4 separate regions of the Mus musculus genome follow, and regions 2, 3 and 4 are each linked to region 1. A link is a contact called in public Hi-C and promoter capture Hi-C data. All regions are on one chromosome and are shown on one strand. The core of a region is the stretch at or near the end of the contact, and the rest is flanking DNA. Distances in the headings are between cores, read along the strand shown. Region 1 holds the start of Rad21 (RAD21 cohesin complex component). Region 2 holds the start of Eif3e (eukaryotic translation initiation factor 3, subunit E). Region 3 holds the start of Ebag9 (estrogen receptor-binding fragment-associated gene 9). Region 4 holds the start of Eny2 (ENY2 transcription and export complex 2 subunit).

Region 1 (3,392 bases), core at 797-3,296:
AGAAACAATGAATACCAAACTGAAACAACACACCTGGAAAAAATACTGTCAATCTTATTTTATTAAATTTCTGTTATAAAAATGGTCACTGTCAAATATTTCCAGGGAGGTAACTGAAATGTTCTTGGTATTGAACTGTTAATATGATGAAGTTTTTGGACAAAAGTCTTAATGATCTATAAGGCTCTAATCCAGGTTCTGCCTCCCCCCCCCCTTCAGTTCTTTGTAACTCAAATCAACATATGCACTCTCCATCCTCTCTAGGCCCACTCCTGAACCCAGATGATTTTGATTTGGTGATTCACCCATATGCCTGGGCAGATCCTACACCCAGCCTTGACATGGCCTGTGAAATCCTGTTCTCAGAGTTGACTCAAATCTTTCCTTTCCCATGAGGTGGGTGTAACTATGAATTAAACTTAAATGTAACACACACACACACACACACACCCCGAGGGATTATTTTCACTCATTTAATTCATACATATTGTATTGTGTTGGTATTTGAAATACGGACTGTTATCCCTAACTTCTTTGCTTCTCTATGTCTGTGCCTGATTATATTTTACTACATATCTTATCCTTAAATGACATTTCTTATCAAAATCCAGATAAACAGCAAAATCATTATCAGTGTTTTATCAGTGTTTTAAACCCATTTCCTTCTGCTTAGTCCAAGACCTTAAGGCATTTTACTTGGGGAGTTTTCTTTATTAAACAAATGCTTTTTTTTTTTAAACAAATGCTTTATACCTTATTTTTTTCATTTACTGTAAAAGCTTTAAAGTTATGCCAAAACACATTGTGATATTCCCAAAAATCTTGTCAATCCTCTTACTCTAAGCTTCCTACTTACTCTAGTGTTTTTGACATATATAATCCTTTTTCAAGAGTTGATCAGTTCCGAGGAACAGCTCTGCAAAACTGTGTGCAGTTCTAAACCAAAATCTGCTACTGTATGTTTTATAATCCTCCTACCGTTTTCCTCTCTCAAATGTGTTGTGTGTTATCATGAGACAGACAAGCAGAACAGAACTGCTTTATAAAAAGGCTTTAGAGAATGACAGCAAGCAGTTTCTCGGTCAGTTATTAAGTCAAATCATAAAAGTCATTACTACGTAGCCAAAAAAAGGAAAGTGGATTATTTTCCAATGAATAGAGGTGAAATCTGTTAATTAAATCTGTCCTGTCAAAGGTTTGTTAAGCAAACTGCCTAAAGTTGACACACGCACCTTCAGCAGGTGTTTCCAAACTGTCAGTAGCTAACTCCCACAGTAAGAAATTTACTGATGAACCATAAGCAAGCATCTGCTTCAAAGAATCAAATGTTGTTTTGTTGGTTTTTGTTATTGTTGTTTTGGTTTGAGATAGGGCTCCTCTGTGTAGTATTGGCTGTCCTGGACCTTGTGACCAAGCTGGTCTTGAACTCACAGAGATGCACCTGCCTCTGCCTTCCGAGTGCTGAGGTTAAAGGCGTGTACCACCACCGCCAGAGAATCAAATGTTGTTAAAGGGAACTTTCAAGAACATATATGAGACTCCATGAATGGGAGACCAAAGTTAGTTTAGGAACTGCGTGTAAAAGGAATCTACTCTCAAAAAATTTCTCCCAGGGCCTCGGTAGCATGCTTTTTGCTGCAAACCTAATATAAGCACAGGTTGGCCGAACCAATTAGGCCTTACTTTTCCAGCAGCTAGCTTAAGATTTTTGTTTCCTTCGTCGCTGTACAAGGTCATTAAAATAATTTTTATTTTTGCCGGGCGCAAAGAAAACTGGCCAACAGCAAAGACCTGCTTTAACTCGAGTTCAAGTTAAACCCCAATTAGTTACACGGTGTTGCGCAGGCGCTGCATTTGCCAACTCTGACGCTCCGCAAACCTCTTCAAGGAACCCTTTGCGCCTGCTCCGTGGCCAATAGGTGGCTGGTCCAGAGACAAGGAAGTGGTCAGCGCGCCTGCGCCGCCCCTTCTGTGGGTGGGGGGCGGCTCCGGCGGGTTGCGCAGGCGCACACGTACCTTTTTGACCGTAAACATCCTGCCGATTTGAACCGAGGATTTGGGCGGCCGGAAGAGCCGCGCCGTAACGGCCGCCATCTTGTTTGTTTGAGTGAATCGGAAAAGGAGGCGGCGGCCGTGGCGGTGGCGGGAGCAGCTCCGAGGCTACACCGCACAAGGGCTCCCCCTCTCCCCGCCCCCTCCCCTGACCCTTCCCCCCCTCCCCGGGCCACCCACCCCTCCCGGCTCCCCGCCGAGATCCAGGTAAGCGATCGGGCCGACCCCTCCTCGGGCTCTGGCTCCCTCCCCGGTGCTCTGCCCCGCCGGGTTGCTCCCGGGGCGCGGGCTCCGCGGCCCGCAGTTGCGGTGCGAGGCGGCCGGCGTTGCGGCCCCCGAGTGCTGCCAGCTCCCGGGCAGCGCCCGGCGACCCCGCGCTCTCCGGGCCCCCTACGTCCCGGGGCCGCCCTCGCCTGGGGGGGTTCCTCGCTGCCCCGGGGCCGTGCACCGCGCCTGCTGACTTCCTAATGGTTCCGCCGCAGTCCAGGGCCCACAAAAGCGACCCTCGGCCGCGCGGAGGTGGGACAGCGGGATCCCGGGGCTGACGGGGAGAGAAGGGGAGGTTTGAACGAGCCCGCTCTCGGAGCTGGCCGCCCCCTCGGGGGGGAAGATGGCTGTCTGCAAAGACGCGGGACTCAGGGCGGGAGCCGTCAGGGAGACTCCTGGGCGGGCGGGCGCGGTGCATCGGGTGTGGAGTCCGGGGTCCGGGTCGCGCCAGGCGTGTGCTGGCCGCAGGGATCGTGGACTCACTCGCCTGTTCTTCTGTCTCCCTCAACCGGATTTCTCTATAATGTATATATTTGTGTGTTGGGCATCTCAGAAATTGGACCGGCTGTTTTAAAACACGATCGAATAACATTGCTTCCAAGAACATGAGTGTAGCTGGTATTCCCCTTAACTTTTCTAAACTTTTTTTTTTTTTTTAATTTCTTTAATGGCTAAGGATCGAGTGTTGTAGAGACGTTCCGAGGCTGGGTGCCTTTTTCGTGGCACAGAAAGGCTTTGAGTAGGCTCTGCCAGGATAGTGTAAGGTGACACTGTCGAGGTGTTCAACTAGACCAAGCGGCCTTCTTCAAATTTAAGAGGGAAACGCTGTGGACGTTTTCTTCGTGCTCTCTGATTTGTTAAGCTGTCTTCAGCGTTCCAAAACGCGTTGGTGTTTGAATGGCTTATGGAAGTGGCTTCTGTACTTCGGCTTCTCTTTACAAAGGAAAGTTAATATTTGCTCTCCTTAAACTGTATTGGAAGAGCTTCGGCGTCGTCCCGTCCCGTGCCCACCACCCCCACCAAGGGTGCAAAATCCTATTAAAAATCAAATGCCAGTGAACTGAAAGGCTGCA
Region 2 (3,332 bases), core at 766-3,265, 8.7 Mb after region 1:
CACTGGTGTTCAGCTAAGTTTCCAAGTTCGTTTCCTCAGGTTACTCATTCATTTTCCTGTCTATGAGTCTCTCTGGTATGCAAGTGGTTCCTGGACCACCTTCAGTGCTCTCTTCTCTGTCTATTTTAAGATGTATCATACCCAGTCAGCCAAGCATTCTCTATCTGCAGTATTCCATTGGTAGTCTATTGGGCATCAGCCTGACTGATACTCTCTGTTCTGCTCATATTTCAATCGGCTGCTCACAATACTCTAATCTTCCCTTAGTTGTTTAGATCAGTATTACACCTAGTACTACCAGCATACAAACCCCATTCTTTTCACACTGCCTGCATCCTATATCTACTAGAAGATCTACTAGAATATCTTTCTTGTAAATATCTTCAAAGCATGTTTATATATGTTGCTGTGATCTTTCTCCTTTTGCCTTTTATGTTCACTATGAGTAGATTTTTTCATCCACAACTAATTGAAAGAGTCCATGTAAAGGTCATCAATAGGATAGGATGTGCCAGGAAGAAATGACCAGAGTCAAATATTAACAGGAGAAAATTGTTGTGGATAATTTAAGTAAATGTAAATAAATAAATGGCTGTGAACAATTTAAATACAAATGTAGGCTTTATTTATTGCCATGAGCTATCAGAGCTGTTTTACTTAACTAAATGCTTCTTGGATCCTCTGGTGCTTCCCTCCTTCATCCAGGTTATATTAGTTAGGGTTTTCTAGAGAGAGACTGGTTGAATGCGTGTTATGGTTTGTATACGCTCAGCCCAGGGAGTAGCACTATTAGAATCTGTGGCCCTGTTGGAGTAGGTATGTCAGTGTTAGTGTGAGCTTTAAGACCCTCATCTTAGCTGACAAGAAGCCAGTATTCTGCTAGCAGTCTTCAGATGAAGAGGTAGAACTTTCAGATCCTCCTGAACCAAACCTGCCTGGGTGCTGCCATGTTCCTGCCTTGATGATAATAGACTGAAACTCAGAACCTGTAAGCCAACCCCAATTCAATGTCCTTAATAAGAGCTGCCTTGGTCATGGTGTCTGTTTACAACAGTAAAACCCTAAGATGTGTGTGTGTGTGTGTGTCTGTGTGTGTGTGTGTGTGTGTGTAAATTGGATTTATTTGAATGGATTACAGGTTATAGTCTATTCCAAAAATGTCTGTCTCCCAATGAAAAGTCTAAGAATATAGTAGCTGTTCAATTAAGGCTGGATGTCCTAGGTGATCTTCAGTATAAGCTGGAATCCAGGAGAACTAGGTTTTAATGTCAGCGAAAGAATGAACTTGCCAGGGAGAACAAGGGCAAGCTAGCAAAGGGCTTAATCTTCTTTTTCTATACTTAGCCTGCCTAAAGGTCCAGATTAAAGGTGGATCTTCTCATCTTAGTGATATGGATTTAAGATAGGTCTTATCTTAAATAGCTTAATTAAGAAAAATCTCTCACAGATGTACCTAACTGCTTGTGATTTTGTTAGATTCCAAATGTAGTCAAGTTGACCACCATAAATAGCCATCACATATATTTCAGTGATCTAGTTTCTAGGCTTGATCATACTTGCCCCCATTTGTGTAAGGTGAATTACCTAGATTTAACCTCCCTCACCTCTCTTTCAAACACTCTTTCAGCTTAATTTTATGCATGGTTTTCAGTTCCATTAGTAAGTTACCCAGAGTTAATAGTGTATTGCTTTAGTACTGATCTTTGAGACCTAGTTGTAGTTTCAAATATGTACTCTTTCCACGTAGATGTCAGGCAGGCTATACTTCGTCTACTTATGTGTAAAACTAAACTCTTGGGTTCTTTCCTCCTTAAAACTAGCTTTTCTTTATTGGTACAAGAAGCGACAGAACTTCCAAACAAGAGAAATTATGTGCAAAGTTTGAGCCCCACCCAGAAGGCGTGGGGAGGGAGGGAGAGGCCACCACGCGCAACTGCTGCCGTTGTCATCAGCACGCTTGGGCGGGGCCACTACTGCACATGCGCAGTGCGGGGCCTGTCCGCCTCTCGGAGCTGTCAATAAAGTTTTAGCGAACAAGCGCTCCTTTCCCCCGGCAAGATGGCGGAGTACGACCTGACTACTCGCATCGCGCATTTTCTGGATCGGCACCTGGTCTTTCCGCTTCTTGAGTTTCTCTCTGTGAAAGAGGTGAGGAAGCTTTGAGAAGGAGGACGGCGTAGGGACGAGAGAGGCGCCTGGAGACGCGGGGAGGCGGCGGCAGGGCCTACACACGTGCGAGCCGGAAGCCGGCTTGGGCCGCCCTGACAGACACGGGCTGGGCCCTGGGACAGCAGCTTCCCGCGTATCGTAGCGCTGTCGGGGTGCTCGGGGCGGTGGGACTCGGCTGTGCGTCCGGAGGGGTGAGGTGACAGCGCGGGGTTCTGGCGACGCCGGGGTCTTTGCTTCCTGGCCCGAGGCTCAGGATCCTGCGGGCGGCCATGTCTGTTTTTGCCTGAAGCTGCGTTGGCTGAGCGAGTGCTTTGGGCTCGCCACGGATGCTATTGGAAATTTCAGTTTTCTTTTTAGAAATTGAGTCTATGGCCTTGGATTTGGGTTGTGTTCAGAATCCCATTACAAGATTCTCTTACATTTCAGGCATTCTAATTTCCTTGAAGTTGTGGATACTTTGCTGTGAATTTCCTGGTCATCGATAGATATTTATTTCATAGGAATGTAGCGTACTTTGTCAGATGAGAGTGAGGACCAAGAATAACCCACAAGCTGCAATGTAAACTTTGTTTTTAGTGTTGATGTTCAGACTTAACGAAGTATGATTCAGTCATAAATGTTCAATGAGATGTCCTAAGTATGTAGTTTGGGGACTTAATACGTTTCAGTCCTGAATTTAGGAGTTTGTTTGGGGGTACTGAGAAGAAGTATTGGATTAGAACTATTATGGCTAACTATATATTGGCTTTATGGAGAAATTGATGCATTTTACTAATTACAGTAAGTAAAGTGTAAGGCTAGAATTTTGTCTAGCAGAGTTAGTAAGTTGTGCTTTCTGGACACAGATTATAACAGGGAACTGCAGATTCAGGGGCAGGTATTTTGTGTTCACTGGCAGTTTTCTAAAAAGTCTAGTAAAACTGTTTTGATGACATATATACGCTTCCAGATAGCTACGGTTTATATGACAGGTATAGTATTTATATTCATAGGAAGTTTTCTAAACAAGTGTATTGTCAGCAGGGAACAGCAAAATTAATTTTCAATAAATGCTGAAGAATGTCTTGACAGGTGGGTCATGAGCTTGATGGATATATTCTTTTTGCATTGAATTTTGTAGTCTGCACACTAGAGAGAAAAAGTTCTGACTGTCTTTTGTTTCA
Region 3 (3,215 bases), core at 277-2,776, 7.4 Mb after region 1:
TTATCTCTACATCTTAGCCAATGACAGCATTTAGGTGGTCCAATATTTCTTGAATTAAAAATTAAAAACTTAACATTCCTTGGGCCCTTAACATGTTCAGAATTTAGTTCAATAGTTTCACCATTCCTATATAATGGATAAGGCCTATAAATGGTCTGAGTAATTTAAACAGGTTAAATCAGCAGTGGCTGGAGGAGGGGAATCCTAAGGCCCTGATTCTGTTTCAAACGATTTCAATTTTATACATATCACTACAGTCTGATTTCTAAAACACCTATAGATTCTCAATTAGGAAAACACTTACTTGGAGCTACTTTGCAATTTGGGTGTTTTAAAATGCTTTCTAGAACTGGACAATATTGAAATAACCTACCAAAATACTCAAATTTTAAAAACGAAAATGACTAAGAAAATGCAGAAACTTTATGCCAGAGAAATAATTTTGAAGAAATGGCATTTCCAATTAAACAATAGGAAGAAGAGCTCTGTTGTGACAACTAAGAAAGATTTCCCTATAAGGGAGGAAGGCATAAAGAAAAAGAATCCTGCATGACGTGGTCAATCTGTCCTTGTGCTCAATTTCTTCAGATCCTGGAGTATACATCAATTAAACTATAATTCATTAAGCCAAGCCAGGTGATACTCATTAAACGAGTCATCAAATGCTGTCCTAATCCTGCATTTCTAAGTCTATACAATTACTTGAAAGTCCCACGACCTACGAAAGCACAGAATATACTCAAATTAGGTCTGTGACTCGCTAAAGTTAAATATCATAAAGCTCCCAAATAAAAATCTACCTGAACTCAAACATGACAAGGAAGGGTCAACACCGGAGGCATGTAAGCAAAAGCAGAAGTGCAGTTTTGGAAAGCTGGTGGTAAAAACCGAACATTCTGTACCATCAGGCCTTCGAATTTGACACCCCGGGGACTGTTAGTTAACCAAGGTGGGTTAAGATCTTCTGAATGACTCAACGGTGAGTCTCATAACTAAAATAATTTTCACTTTCAGATTACCCACCTAGAACTTGCTGGCGGAAAAAAAAAAAATCATACCCACTGCACAGATGAGCAAAACAACACACACGCGAGCTTTCTGGTTACGCAATCCCACGCCCGGTGGCGGGCGGCATGTGAGGCGTTCTAAACTGCTGAAGGTGGGAGCCGGGTGGGATGGGGTTTGGATGTTGGGCAGATCGGCCCCGAGAGGTGCGAGGCCCGTAGAGGAGGGCAGGAAGGCGGCACATTGCCCTTGGGAAAGACTGAACGTGGGGTTTTTCCGGGTCGGCAGCTCCCAGGCGGGACGCCCGTGCGGGACCGCAGCATAGCGAGGGGACAGGGACGAGCCGGTTCCAAGCCACGCTCGGCTCTCCCCACAGGTCACCCTGACCCGGAAACAGTACCCCAGAGTGGTGGCTCGGCGAGTGGGAGGTCGAGGTAGAGGGCCGAAGAGAAAGGCGGGAGGGCAGGAAGTACGGGGCGACCCAGAGGGTGACCGGGAAGCGCGGCCACCAGCCGCAGGCCGGACCGGGTCAGGAGGCGGGTGGGTAGAGAAAAAGCCCCTCGCGGGCGCGCGCAGGCCGCACACACTCACCTGCCCCTCCCCCTCCCCGCCCGCCCGGCGGAGGCTCCGAGCTGCCGCGGGCCACGCGCGCTCACGAGGCGCGCGCGCGCACAGCCGCTGTCTGCCTCGAGCTCGCGCTCCGCCAGCTCAGTCCCAGCTCCGCTCATTCAAAGCCGGGCGCGCGCTCCGTCGCAGCCGCCGTGGCCGCCGCGCAGCCGCCATGGCCGCCCCTTCTCCAAAAACCCGCCCGGACCCCGCCCTAGCTCCGCCCTGGCCCCGCCCGTTTCCCCGCCCAGACCCTGTCTCCAGGCTCTGGCTTCCGCACTCTGCCTCTCGTACTTCTGGCCCAATAGAGGATAGATACGTCATTGACGTGCAAGTCGCAAGCCAATGAGTGCATAGGGGCGTGGTTAGTCGGGACAGTGCAACTGCTTTGGCCTTTTGTTAATAGTAGTGTGTTGGGTTTTTTTTTGTCCTGGAGCAACTGGGCTCCTGCCAAGTTGTTTTCCTTTCCTCCTTTGTAGATTAGTGTCTCGCCTGTGACCAAGTCTCCTGTTCCATCCTTAAACCTGTCTGCTAGATGGGGCCAAGGCGAAACTGCATCTAGATTGTGAAACATTGGCGAAGCCTCTCTGTCTCAAAATGATTTGGGTGTGACTAGGACAGACCCCAATTACTGCTGGACCTGAGACGTTTACACGTCTCTTTCAGAATTTATCTGGCTCTGTTTAAATCTTAGTCCAGTTTTTAACTGAAAGTAAGGCGGGTGATTCTTCTAGGTCCCTCCTTATATCCTGCATCAGGGGCTAGCCTTTTTACCCAGCTCTTGTCTTTTTGGGGTTCTCTCTTGCAATCGGATATTTTTCTGCTGTTTGATTGACTTTTGGTTTTTATTTTTTATTGTACATGTTACTTTGTTCCATAAAAATGCTTTCATTTAAGGAAACATTGTAACTTGAACAGATACAACCTCCTACCCCCTTTTTTTCCTCCCACCGCTGATAGATCCTTGTTCTTCTAGACAGTTTCACTTCTACGTTTATACATACATATGTATGTATGTATGTACACAAGCATATTCTTTTCATGTTTTCTTTTCTTTTTCTATCTTGTGTGCTTGTAAAAATCCGAGTTTATTGTTCTGTTGGACTAAGAATTCTTAAGAAGCTACTATTAGGAAGTGGCTGGCAAGGGAGTGTGTGTGTGTGTGTGTGTGTGTACATATATTTGTGTTTATGATATATCGAAAAGTTGAAAGCAGTTTTTTCAAATTCTTCCTCAACTAGCCTTTCCTTCCTATTCCTTTTTAAAGATTCAGCTGCCTTTGTTCTCTCACCATGATTCGTCTATCCATGTAACCTGAAATATTCTACCCCCCACCCTCTTCACTGCAATCTGCTCCATATTTTTATTACTATTTATTGTGCTTTATTTTCTTTGAGAAAGGTTCTTGCAATCCTGAAACTTAAGCCCCTCCTGCCTCAGCTTCTACAGCATTCTGAGATTACTGGTGTGTACCACTAATCCAAGACAGCAGTTTAGTATGCTTACCCTAACAATGAGGAAAAAGTAAATTTAGGATTCTTTCTCTGGTTCTAGGTAAACATGAATTAATTTAATCTGGTCTCCTCTTAAGTGCATTTAATACT
Region 4 (3,080 bases), core at 558-3,057, 7.6 Mb after region 1:
GTAATATTCTCCAGCTGTAGATATTTGTGTCTTTGCGGTCTCTTTTCCACTTTGTTAAAAATGCCTTAGCAGTGTCACTGATTGCTTATCTTTGTATATGACACTTCCGAATCTGGTAATGCTGATTCAAACTATTACAGATGTTAAGAATAGAAACTCTGATAAGCTTTACTTTTCTGTAATTCTTTCCAGGTATGTTTTGGCCCTTGACACTTGAAATTCCTCCAATATAATTATTAAAGATGGTAAAACCTACTTTATTGATACAATTTATTACTCACCGTTCTCTTTCTCCAGTTTCTATTAACTTTTGGTTAATCGCTGCTCTCATCTGCGCATCTTTGTTCATCTTGCTAACCTGGACATCAACATGCATTTTGAGATACATAATATTTAGAAAAGTGTTTCCTTCTAAGACCTCTCTAGACAATCATCCTAATACATTGAACATTATAATAAGGAAAGGATGATAATTTTAAGTACCTTACATGGTATTATTATTCTTAGTACTATTTCCTGTATCCCAATTCCCTTCCCTCATAAGCTCTTTATTGTTTATTTTCTTTGTCTTTTTAAAAAGGGAATAACTACTATTATAATACCATTAAGCACTTATGTACCTAAAACTGAGAATATTTAACCCCCAAATTTGCTCTAATGACACAATTCCATTTTACAGATGAGAACACTGAGGCACAGAGACAGAATGTGAAGTCAGGTACTTGGAGTCCCACCTTATTTAATTGTACACTAATATCTGACTGGCGTTCATTTCTGCATCTTAACTGCATTCAATTTCTGGGTAAGCCATAGCATGCACACTAATAAAAGATACGACTATGAAAAATGAAATAAGACTATGTGCTTGCTTTACCCAATAAACTTCACGGAGAATTACAACTGCTACCCTAGCTTTGGATTTCATATCCTTATTTCTGAAGGGTAAGTAAGAAAACGAATTTCAAACTAGTCTTTGAGAAATTCTTCATTTTCAATAAAAAACAGACAACCAATGCCAAAATAGGTGTAGGGGAAAAAAAAAAAAAGCAAGGTTAACTTTTGAGCGCATTTTTGCCATTTAAAAGTCAGGTTTAAGTTAATGTTTTCCTACTTAGTGTGAATCTTCTTTTGTAATTCTCCGTCTTGTCTGTATGGAAATTCAGACTACAAAGAATTTTCAGAGTTGGGCTGCGCAAGAAGCAGGTGAACAGAGGGTTAATAACTAGGCAACGCTTTACTTCTGTAGTTGGGGCTTAACATTTCCAAATTAACTGCAAAAGTTTAGACAGTGTCATAGCAAGAACAGCAAAACTTCGTCTCGTCTTGGCCCCTAAAATCACGGATAGTGACCTTGGGCAAGTCACTTAATGCCTAAAGGCCTCAGTTTTCTCACTGGTAAAACCAGGGCGCTAGGGACTCCCTCCCGGTTCTGACATTCTTTAGGAAAATGCAACACGGCGCAGACAGCTGGAGAGGCGGGAGGGGAGGAGCCAGAAAACAAAGCGGGGACTGGCTCCCGGCCAACTCCAGCAGCACGCCCTGTCGGAGAGCCCTACAGGCCCGCGAGCGAGCGAGCGAGCGAGCGCGGGTCGGGGAAGCTAACGAAAGACAGCACATCGAAAGGAGCCTGGGCTGGGCCCGGGTCCCGGCCCTGAGGACCACGGGCATAGCTCACCACCATCACCGCGGGCGAGGGCCGTCCCTTCCCAGCGACGAAATGACCCTTGCGCTGACGACCGTTACCTACCACACTCTTCGGCTGCCCGGACTTAGACCCTCAGTAGCTCGGGCACCTAAGCACACAGAAAGCTAGACCACGCATTTCCGGGGCGGGATCTGGCCACCCTGCCTATAATGTGAGAATTCAACTAGCGCGGGCCGCCTTCTGGTCGCTCGGCCCTCTGGGTAAGGAAGTCCAGAGTCTGTTAGCTGACGTGGGTTCAGGGATCAAAAAACTACATTTCCCAGCATTGCAACAGAACCAAATTTCTCATGGACACTACACTTCCCAGAAGAGACGTGGCGCCGCAGAGTCGTCTGGGATGGGAACCACGCCGTTTCCCAGCCTCAGTTCCAGGAGTGAAGCGCGGACCTTTCAACAAGAGCTTTATTGATTCTCTTGCTGGGATCGGGGGAACGCGATGGAGGCGGCCAATTGCTCTCTGCGGGTGAAAAGACCTCTGCTGGATCCCCGCTTCGAGGGCTACAAGCTGTCTCTCGAACCGCTGCCCTGCTACCAGCTGGAGCTTGATGCAGGTGGGATCGGCGGCACCCTCTCGCACCCGGTTCCTTCTTGTTGAGGCTGCCATTGGCGCAACCCTCTGTCACTCCGGCTAGCCAGCCACCTCCTGCCGGTCTGCACCTAGAGCGGCCGTCCACGCGGGGACCCGAGGATGCCCCCTTTCCTTCCGCGCCTTAGCCGCGGCACTGTGGGCTGGCCTAGGCGTCCGCAGCTCAGGCTCGGATGTTCTCCGCCCATACATCTCTGGCTCCTGCTCTGAAGGTTCAAGTTGTCCTTCCTTCCCAAACCTTACCTTTAGTAAACGTGTTCGCTGAGAAGCCACACCTCCTTGGAAAGTCCCCAACTCCCTTTTTCCTTCTGACGCAGAATCATTTCTTGGGAGAGAAAAATTTCCACATTCAGTTAGCAGTTTCAAATACTCGGGTCCTGGATCATGCTACAATTTATTGAGGGCAAGTGATTTAGTGCGCTTACTGTTGCTTGCTGCTACTACTTATTTATCTGTAACTTCCTAGAGGCTATTCTCCTTTTTACAACCATAGGAATTGTAGTTTTGTTAGGGAAAGTGTCCAGGGATTTGTGTTTTTAAATACATGTCTCTGCAGATTCTTATTTTGATACAAGTTTTCCATAGGTTGTACTTTGAGAAATAGTGATCTAGAGGTGTTAGTCGACGTTTGAGTATCAAGCGTTACTTATGTATGTATCTATGTATCTTTTCTCTAGATTGTATCTAGATTGTAGGGAGTCTATTCTTGACTGTCCTGGCACTTGCTTTGTAGCCCAGGCTGGCCCAGAACTCACAGATAACCAGCTGCCTCTGTGCTGGGATTAAAGA

What was found. Promoter capture Hi-C pulls out the DNA fragments that hold promoters and counts their contacts. Hi-C and Micro-C count contacts between places; a contact is called where the count stands out from the background.
Region 2: a contact with region 1 is called in a promoter capture Hi-C map of pre-B cells. The contact joins the promoter of Eif3e here to the promoter of Rad21 in region 1. A contact is called at or near these places in 1 of 39 promoter capture datasets (pre-B cells) and 1 of 484 Hi-C or Micro-C datasets (CD4 T cells).
Region 3: a contact with region 1 is called in a Hi-C map of CD8 T cells, with 9 times the contacts expected there. The contact joins the promoter of Ebag9 here to the promoter of Rad21 in region 1. A contact is called at or near these places in 1 of 39 promoter capture datasets (pre-B cells) and 3 of 484 Hi-C or Micro-C datasets (CD4 T cells and CD8 T cells).
Region 4: a contact with region 1 is called in a promoter capture Hi-C map of pre-B cells. The contact joins the promoter of Eny2 here to the promoter of Rad21 in region 1. A contact is called at or near these places in 1 of 39 promoter capture datasets (pre-B cells) and 2 of 484 Hi-C or Micro-C datasets (CD4 T cells and pre-B cells).

What each region holds. Positions count from the first base shown.
Region 1 is chr15:51,990,414-51,993,805 of GRCm38.p6, reverse strand. Rad21 (RAD21 cohesin complex component) reads left to right here and starts at 2,046. Exons shown (of 14, transcript NM_009009.4): 1 at 2,046-2,259. Gm52217 reads right to left here and starts at 2,831. Exons shown (of 2, transcript XM_030248881.1): 1 at 2,017-2,831. The coding sequence starts at 2,737.
Region 2 is chr15:43,281,419-43,284,750 of GRCm38.p6, reverse strand. It overlaps Eif3e (eukaryotic translation initiation factor 3, subunit E), which reads left to right and starts at 2,015. Exons shown (of 13, transcript NM_008388.2): 1 at 2,015-2,148. The coding sequence starts at 2,059.
Region 3 is chr15:44,617,751-44,620,965 of GRCm38.p6, reverse strand. It overlaps Ebag9 (estrogen receptor-binding fragment-associated gene 9), which reads right to left and starts at 1,526. Exons shown (of 7, transcript NM_001357691.1): 1 at 1,059-1,526.
Region 4 is chr15:44,426,838-44,429,917 of GRCm38.p6, reverse strand. Eny2 (ENY2 transcription and export complex 2 subunit) reads right to left here and starts at 1,807. Exons shown (of 5, transcript NM_175009.3): 1 at 1,676-1,807; 2 at 282-358. The coding sequence starts at 1,681. It overlaps Nudcd1 (NudC domain containing 1), which reads left to right and starts at 1,611. Exons shown (of 10, transcript NM_001113554.1): 1 at 1,611-2,256. The coding sequence starts at 2,142.